2 separate regions of the Sus scrofa genome follow, and region 1 is linked to region 2. Evidence: chromatin contacts called from public Hi-C data. All regions are on one chromosome and are shown on one strand. The core of a region is the stretch at or near the end of the contact, and the rest is flanking DNA. Distances in the headings are between cores, read along the strand shown.

Region 1 (2,702 bases), core at 156-2,655, 150 kb before region 2:
CACAGGCTGCATCCATATTCCAGTTGTATGCTGTATTCCTTGGAGGGAGGGTGCTTTTCTTTGTTAGAGTTATTTGCCAGGCCATGTGATCCTGGTTCTGGTGGGTCTCTGCTTCTGCTGCAGTGCCTTTGTGGCCTTGGGCCCGTAGGCTCTTATGATCAGCTGCTGCTGGGTGAACTTTGACCCAGCAGGTTCCTTCTTGAGTGTTGCAGTTTCTCTCTTTGTCACCTTTTCTCTTATGAGCCTTTGCCCTGCTGTTTCTCATTTCCTCGTTGGGCTCCTCAGAGCAGACATTTTGGACACTAAGATGAGGTGGAGTGGTGCTTTCGTGAACCCATGTTGGTAGAATTTGAGTTGTGTAGTTCTCATCAGGCTGGAATTTAAGGTTGGAAATATTTGGTTTGAGGAAGGCAAGCCAAGTGGTTTACAGAGGTGTAACCATGGGTGTAGCTTGTTAAACCTGTTTACCTCAGAAAAGATGTGGTGTTTTTTTTTTTTTTCTGAATGTGTGAGAAAAATCTGTAGCTTTTGTTTTCCCTCTCAGTAGCTGGCAATGATTTTCATGTATAAAGTTTCTGTCACAAAAAGCATACAAAGTAAACAGTGAAAGTATATCTCCTATCTGTAGTTTAAGGCTCTGTTGTCTAGAATTATGTTGCTTTTATTTATTTTTAATCCCAATAGAACATAAAATTGTTAGTAGCTTGGAGTCTTCCATTCTAGGTGGTGTTGCTATCTTTTTTCACACTAGTTCTTTTTCACTCAAGTTTCACGCTAGTTCTTGATAAATAGCCAGAGAACAGCCCACGTTAATTAAGGAGTTTGTGTCTGTCTGTGTGTTATGATTCTACTAGAATTTAAAAACCACATGGATAAGGATTTTGGTGTCCCCTCCACCACTATATCCATTGTACCCAGAATGAATTTTGATACATAGCAGGCATTAAACTAATTTGTTAAGTGAATGAATTCCATTTTAGAATTGGAAGTGAAAATTAAAGCATTTGCTAACTAAATTTGTAGGCTTATCAGCCACCAGTACTCTTTCATTCCCTGTAATTTTTAAGCGCTGTCTTGGTTTTGGTAATTTTACCATCACAGTTGCTGTGGCATATTTTCTTGAGCATTTTTGCTGTTGCTCCTACCTTTTATCCTCCTTAAAAATATTTAGTGGTTGTTACTGGATTTAAAAGCTTCTAATCAGATAAGAGCTTATAATTTTCTTATTATTTCCTTAAGATTCCCAACTGTTCTCATTTTAGTGTGACTTGAAGAAAAAGAGGCTGAACCTGGATAAACATGGTGAATTTAGCATAGTCCAGCTCTTGTTGATCTTGTAAGATCCTCACAGGGCAGGTCTGGGCTAGCCAGTAATTGGGTGGAAAGCCCTGGAGAGCAGAAACCAGTGCTGCAGGACTTCGCCCTGCCAGGTAGGGTGCAGCCAGCACCTGCCCCCACAGCAGGGCTGGTAGGTACACAAGGTACTTCACTGGGGGAAACGCCTTCTAACCTGGGCTGAGACCAGGGCTTGAGGCTTTTGTTTTTGCATGAAATAAAGTGAGCTTTTTCTGTCCCATAATTGGTTTTCTCAAGGAATGATTTTAGTTTAGTCTTTCTTTTGTTTTACCACTTGAGTAGGTATTTAGCTACAAAGGTATCATTTAAAAATAAAGAGGTTAATTCTGGGCTTTCTATCCTGTTCCACTGATCAACTAATCTATGACAAAGGAGGCAAGAATATACAATGAGAAAGGACAGCTACTTCAATAAGTGGTGCTGGGAAAACTGGAAAGCCACATGGAAAAGAATGAAATTAGAACACTCCCTAACACCATACACAAAAATAAACTCCAAATGGACTAAAGACCTAGATGTAAGACCAGACACTATCAAACTCTTAAAGGAAAACATAGGCCAAACACTCTCTGACATAAACGACAGCAGCATCTTCTCAGATCCACCTCTTAGAGTACTGACAGTAAAAACAAAAATAAACAAATGGGACCTAATCAAACTTAAAAGTTTCTGCACAGCAAAGGAAACCCTAAACAACACGAAAAGGCAACCCACAGAATGGGAGAAAATCATTGCAAGTGAATCGACTGACAAGGGATTCATCTCCAAAATTTATAAACACCTTCTGCAGCTCCATACCAAAAAAACAAACAACCCCATCAAAAAATGCACAGAAGATCTAAACAGACAGTTCTCCAAAGAAGACATACAGATGGCCAAGAAACACATGAAAAGATGTTCAGCGTCACTCATCATTAGAGAAATGCAAATCAAAACCGCTATCAGGTACCACCTTACACCAGCCAGAATGGCCCTCATCAAAAAGTCTACAAACACTAAGTGCTGAAGAGGGTGTGGAGAAAAAGGAACCCTAGTACACTGTTGGTGGGATTGTAAACTGGTGCAACCACTGTGGAAAGCAGTATGGAGATTCCTCAGAAAACTAAAAATAGAACTACCATTTGATCCAGCAATCCCACTCCTGGGCATCTATCCAGAGAAAACCACAACTCAAAAAGACACATGTACTCCACTGTTCATTGCAGCACTATTTACAATAGCCAAAACATGGAAACAACCTAAATGTCCATCAACAGAAGAGTAGATCAAGAAGATGTGGTACATATACACAATGGGGTATTACTCAGCCATTAAAATGAACGAAATACTGGCATTTTTATCAACAT
Region 2 (3,000 bases), core at 226-2,725:
TTGAACCATAAAAGACCCAGAATTGCCAAAGCAATCCTGAGGAACAAAAACCAAGCAGGAGGTATAAAACTCTCCCAAACTTTAGGCAATACTACAAAGCTATAATAATCAAGACAGTGTGGTACTGGTACTAAAACAGAATAGAGAACCCAGAAATAAACCCAGATACCTACAGTCAATTAATCTTCAACAAAGGAGCCAGGAATATAAAATAGGTTTTTCCTTTTCTTTTTTCTTTTTAGGGCCGCATCTGCAGCATATGGAAGTTCCCAGACTAGGAGTCAAGTTGGAGCTTCAGCTTCCTACCTATACTACAGCCATGGCATTGCCAGGTCCAAGCCTCATCTGCAACCTACACTGCAGCTTGCAGCAACACTGGATCCTTAACCCACTGCATAAGGCCAGGGATTAAACCCGCATCCTCACATACACTATATCAGGTTCTTAACCCACTGAACCACAATGGGAACTTTGGGTGCTGGTTTTTCATGTATGTCCTTTGTAAAGTTGAGGAAAATCCCTTCTCTTCCTAGTTTGTTGAGTGTTTTTATCAGGAAAGAGTGTTGGATTTTGTCAAATGCTTTTTCTGCACAGCCTTATCCAACTCTTTTTGGATTATACATCATAAAGTTAGGAATCAGAGAAGTTACTAACATGGTGATTGTTGGTAAGGAATGTATTGTAACCAAAATAGTAAAATAATTACTTTATTGAAAATCAACTATAATGAAAAATTGAAAAATAAAAATATAAAATAATAAAATAATTGCTTTGAGTCATCATTTTATGGAACTAGTTTTGTTCTGTATGATCCTTCTTTGCAATAATAGTCTCTGTAATGCGGATTTACAAACATACACTTAGCTTTGCTTTTTTAAAAACTGATTTTAATAATTTTTTATTTTAGAAGTTTTAGATTTACAAAGATAATACTGAGAATTCCCACATACCCCATACATAGTTTTGCCTATTTTCTTTTAATTGATGTATAGTTGATTTACAACATTATGTAAGTTTCAGGTGTGGTTTCTCCTATTTTTAACATCCTATATTGTTTTGATACAGTCTTGCAATTATTGAACCAGTATTGGTACTCTTATTATTAATTGAAACTTATGCTTTATTCAGATTTCCTCAGATTTTCCCTAATGTCCTTTTTCTGTTCCAAGATCCCATCCACAGACCATATTACATTGAGCTACTCAGACTGTTAATTTCATAGATACTCTTTATTTTTGATCACCTTGCCAGCTGTGAGGATTACTGGCTGGATATTTTGTAGAATATCCTGTAATTTGTGTTTTTCTGAATTTAGGCTTGTATGGGTTTAGAGAGGAAAATCACTGGTGAAAAGCCATTTCACCACATCCTATCAAGGGTGCATCCTGTCCACATGGCTTATCTCTGCTGTTGTTGACTTGATTCCTAGATGAGGTAGTGTTTATCAGGTTTCTACTCTAAAGTTACTTTTTAAAAAATTAACTTGTGTTTTAACTCCTGTTTGATAATGTTCTGGGGACAAAGCCAGAGCACTCACTGGTATCTAAGGGAGTCTGAAGCAAGAGCATTTTTGACCTTTACAAGCTCAAAGGAGAGTTAACTATGATCCAGATTTTGAGTTGTCTTTGAATCATTTATTATTATTCACATTCATTTCTACATTGAAAGTACTAGTCTGGGATTTTTTACCCTCAAACATAGTTGTGTAGTGAGAAAAACATTGCCCTAGCTATCAGAAGACCCATTATTTTCCTTTAGAAAGGTCAAGGAGAAACAGTAGGCCTGTGTTGCAGGGCAGTGTTCATTAGCAGACCTTTATCTTGAGCCTACTATGGCACGTCACCCTGCCACACAAAAAAAATAGTGTTAACGGAAAAGAAACTAGAGCCCCATCCTGAAATAACAACATTAACAAAAGTCACCTTTGTACTCAGACTTGCTGTGGATGATACTTGATGCCACGTGGAGATAGGAAACTCGAAGGAGATGAGTATTATGCCTGCAGGGGCCAGGAGACCGCAAGGTTGGAATAGAAAAAGCCACACCCTGGTCCTCTGGGCACCTGTAGCATCTTCAGGGTGTGTTACATCCTCAGAGGTCATGGTGGACCTTAACGTCACAAGGAAGCTGTAAAAGTTGAGAGTATGGGACAAAGACCTCAGAAAGCAAGAGGTCATTGCATAGTTATAGGCTTTTGTGTTTGTGGTTTGTGTTTCAATCAGAGTCCCTCCCATGTATCATTTCTAGCTGATTTGTCCAGCTTTTTTTTTTTAATTTATAAAATATCTTCCATTCCTTTATCTTTTGCAGGAAAGGTATATCTATCAGTGACATCTTTTTTTGGATTCCAATTCAACCAAAACAGCTGAATTGGTTTAATTCACTCTTGAAAGAAAACTAAACTGAATTTTTTCAAAATCGGAATCACTTTAAGACTTTTTTTTTTTTAGAGCAGTTTAAGGTTTACAGCAAAATTGAGAGGAAAGTACAGAGATCTCCCATATATCTCTTTTCCCGCATGCATATAACTTCCTCCATATCACAATCATTCTCCAGAATGGTACATTCTTTTGTTGAGGATGCACCTACACTGACATGTCATAAACACCCAAAGTCAGTAGTTTACATTAGGGTTCATTTTTGCTGATGTACATTCTATGGGTTTAAACCAAATTGTAATGACATATATTCATTATTATGATATACAGAATATTTTCGCTGCTCTAAATATCGTCTAACCCTATTTATCTCCTCTGCCACACCCAGGAAATCCACCAGTTTTTAAATTGTCTCCATAGTTTTGCCTTTTCCAGAATGTCTTATGCAGTCTACCCTCTGTATCCGTGGGATGAGGAACCCACGGATACAGAGGACAAGCTCTACTATGTCATTTTATATAAGGGCTTGAACATCTGCAGATTTTGGTACCCAGTGGAGTGCTGGAACCAATCCATTACTAGATTTAGTTTGCTCTTTTTCTAGTTTCCTGAGTTGGAAACT

Evidence for each region. A called contact is a pair of places that touch in the nucleus more often than the background predicts.
Region 1: a Hi-C map of liver shows a contact between it and region 2, with 5 times the contacts expected there. The contact joins two enhancer-like sites. A contact is called at or near these places in 2 of 47 Hi-C or Micro-C datasets (embryonic fibroblasts and liver) and 1 of 2 datasets of contacts at active chromatin or transcription factors (alveolar macrophages).

Annotation. Positions count from the first base shown.
Region 1 is chr4:80,111,559-80,114,260 of Sscrofa11.1, reverse strand. All of the region lies in intron 5 of SPIDR (DNA repair-scaffolding protein), which reads left to right. Among named protein-coding and RNA genes, the nearest start is that of SPIDR, 78 kb to the left of the region's middle. Within about 2 kb of position 1,405, at least 18 of the 83 cell types and tissues checked have an H3K27ac peak or open chromatin away from gene starts, as enhancers often do. A contact at or near this core is called in liver, where this site is marked.
Region 2 is chr4:79,965,951-79,968,950 of Sscrofa11.1, reverse strand. The region is part of intron 10 of SPIDR (DNA repair-scaffolding protein); the gene reads left to right. Among named protein-coding and RNA genes, the nearest start is that of CEBPD, 95 kb to the right of the region's middle. Within about 2 kb of position 1,475, at least 4 of the 83 cell types and tissues checked have an H3K27ac peak or open chromatin away from gene starts, as enhancers often do. A contact at or near this core is called in liver, where this site is marked.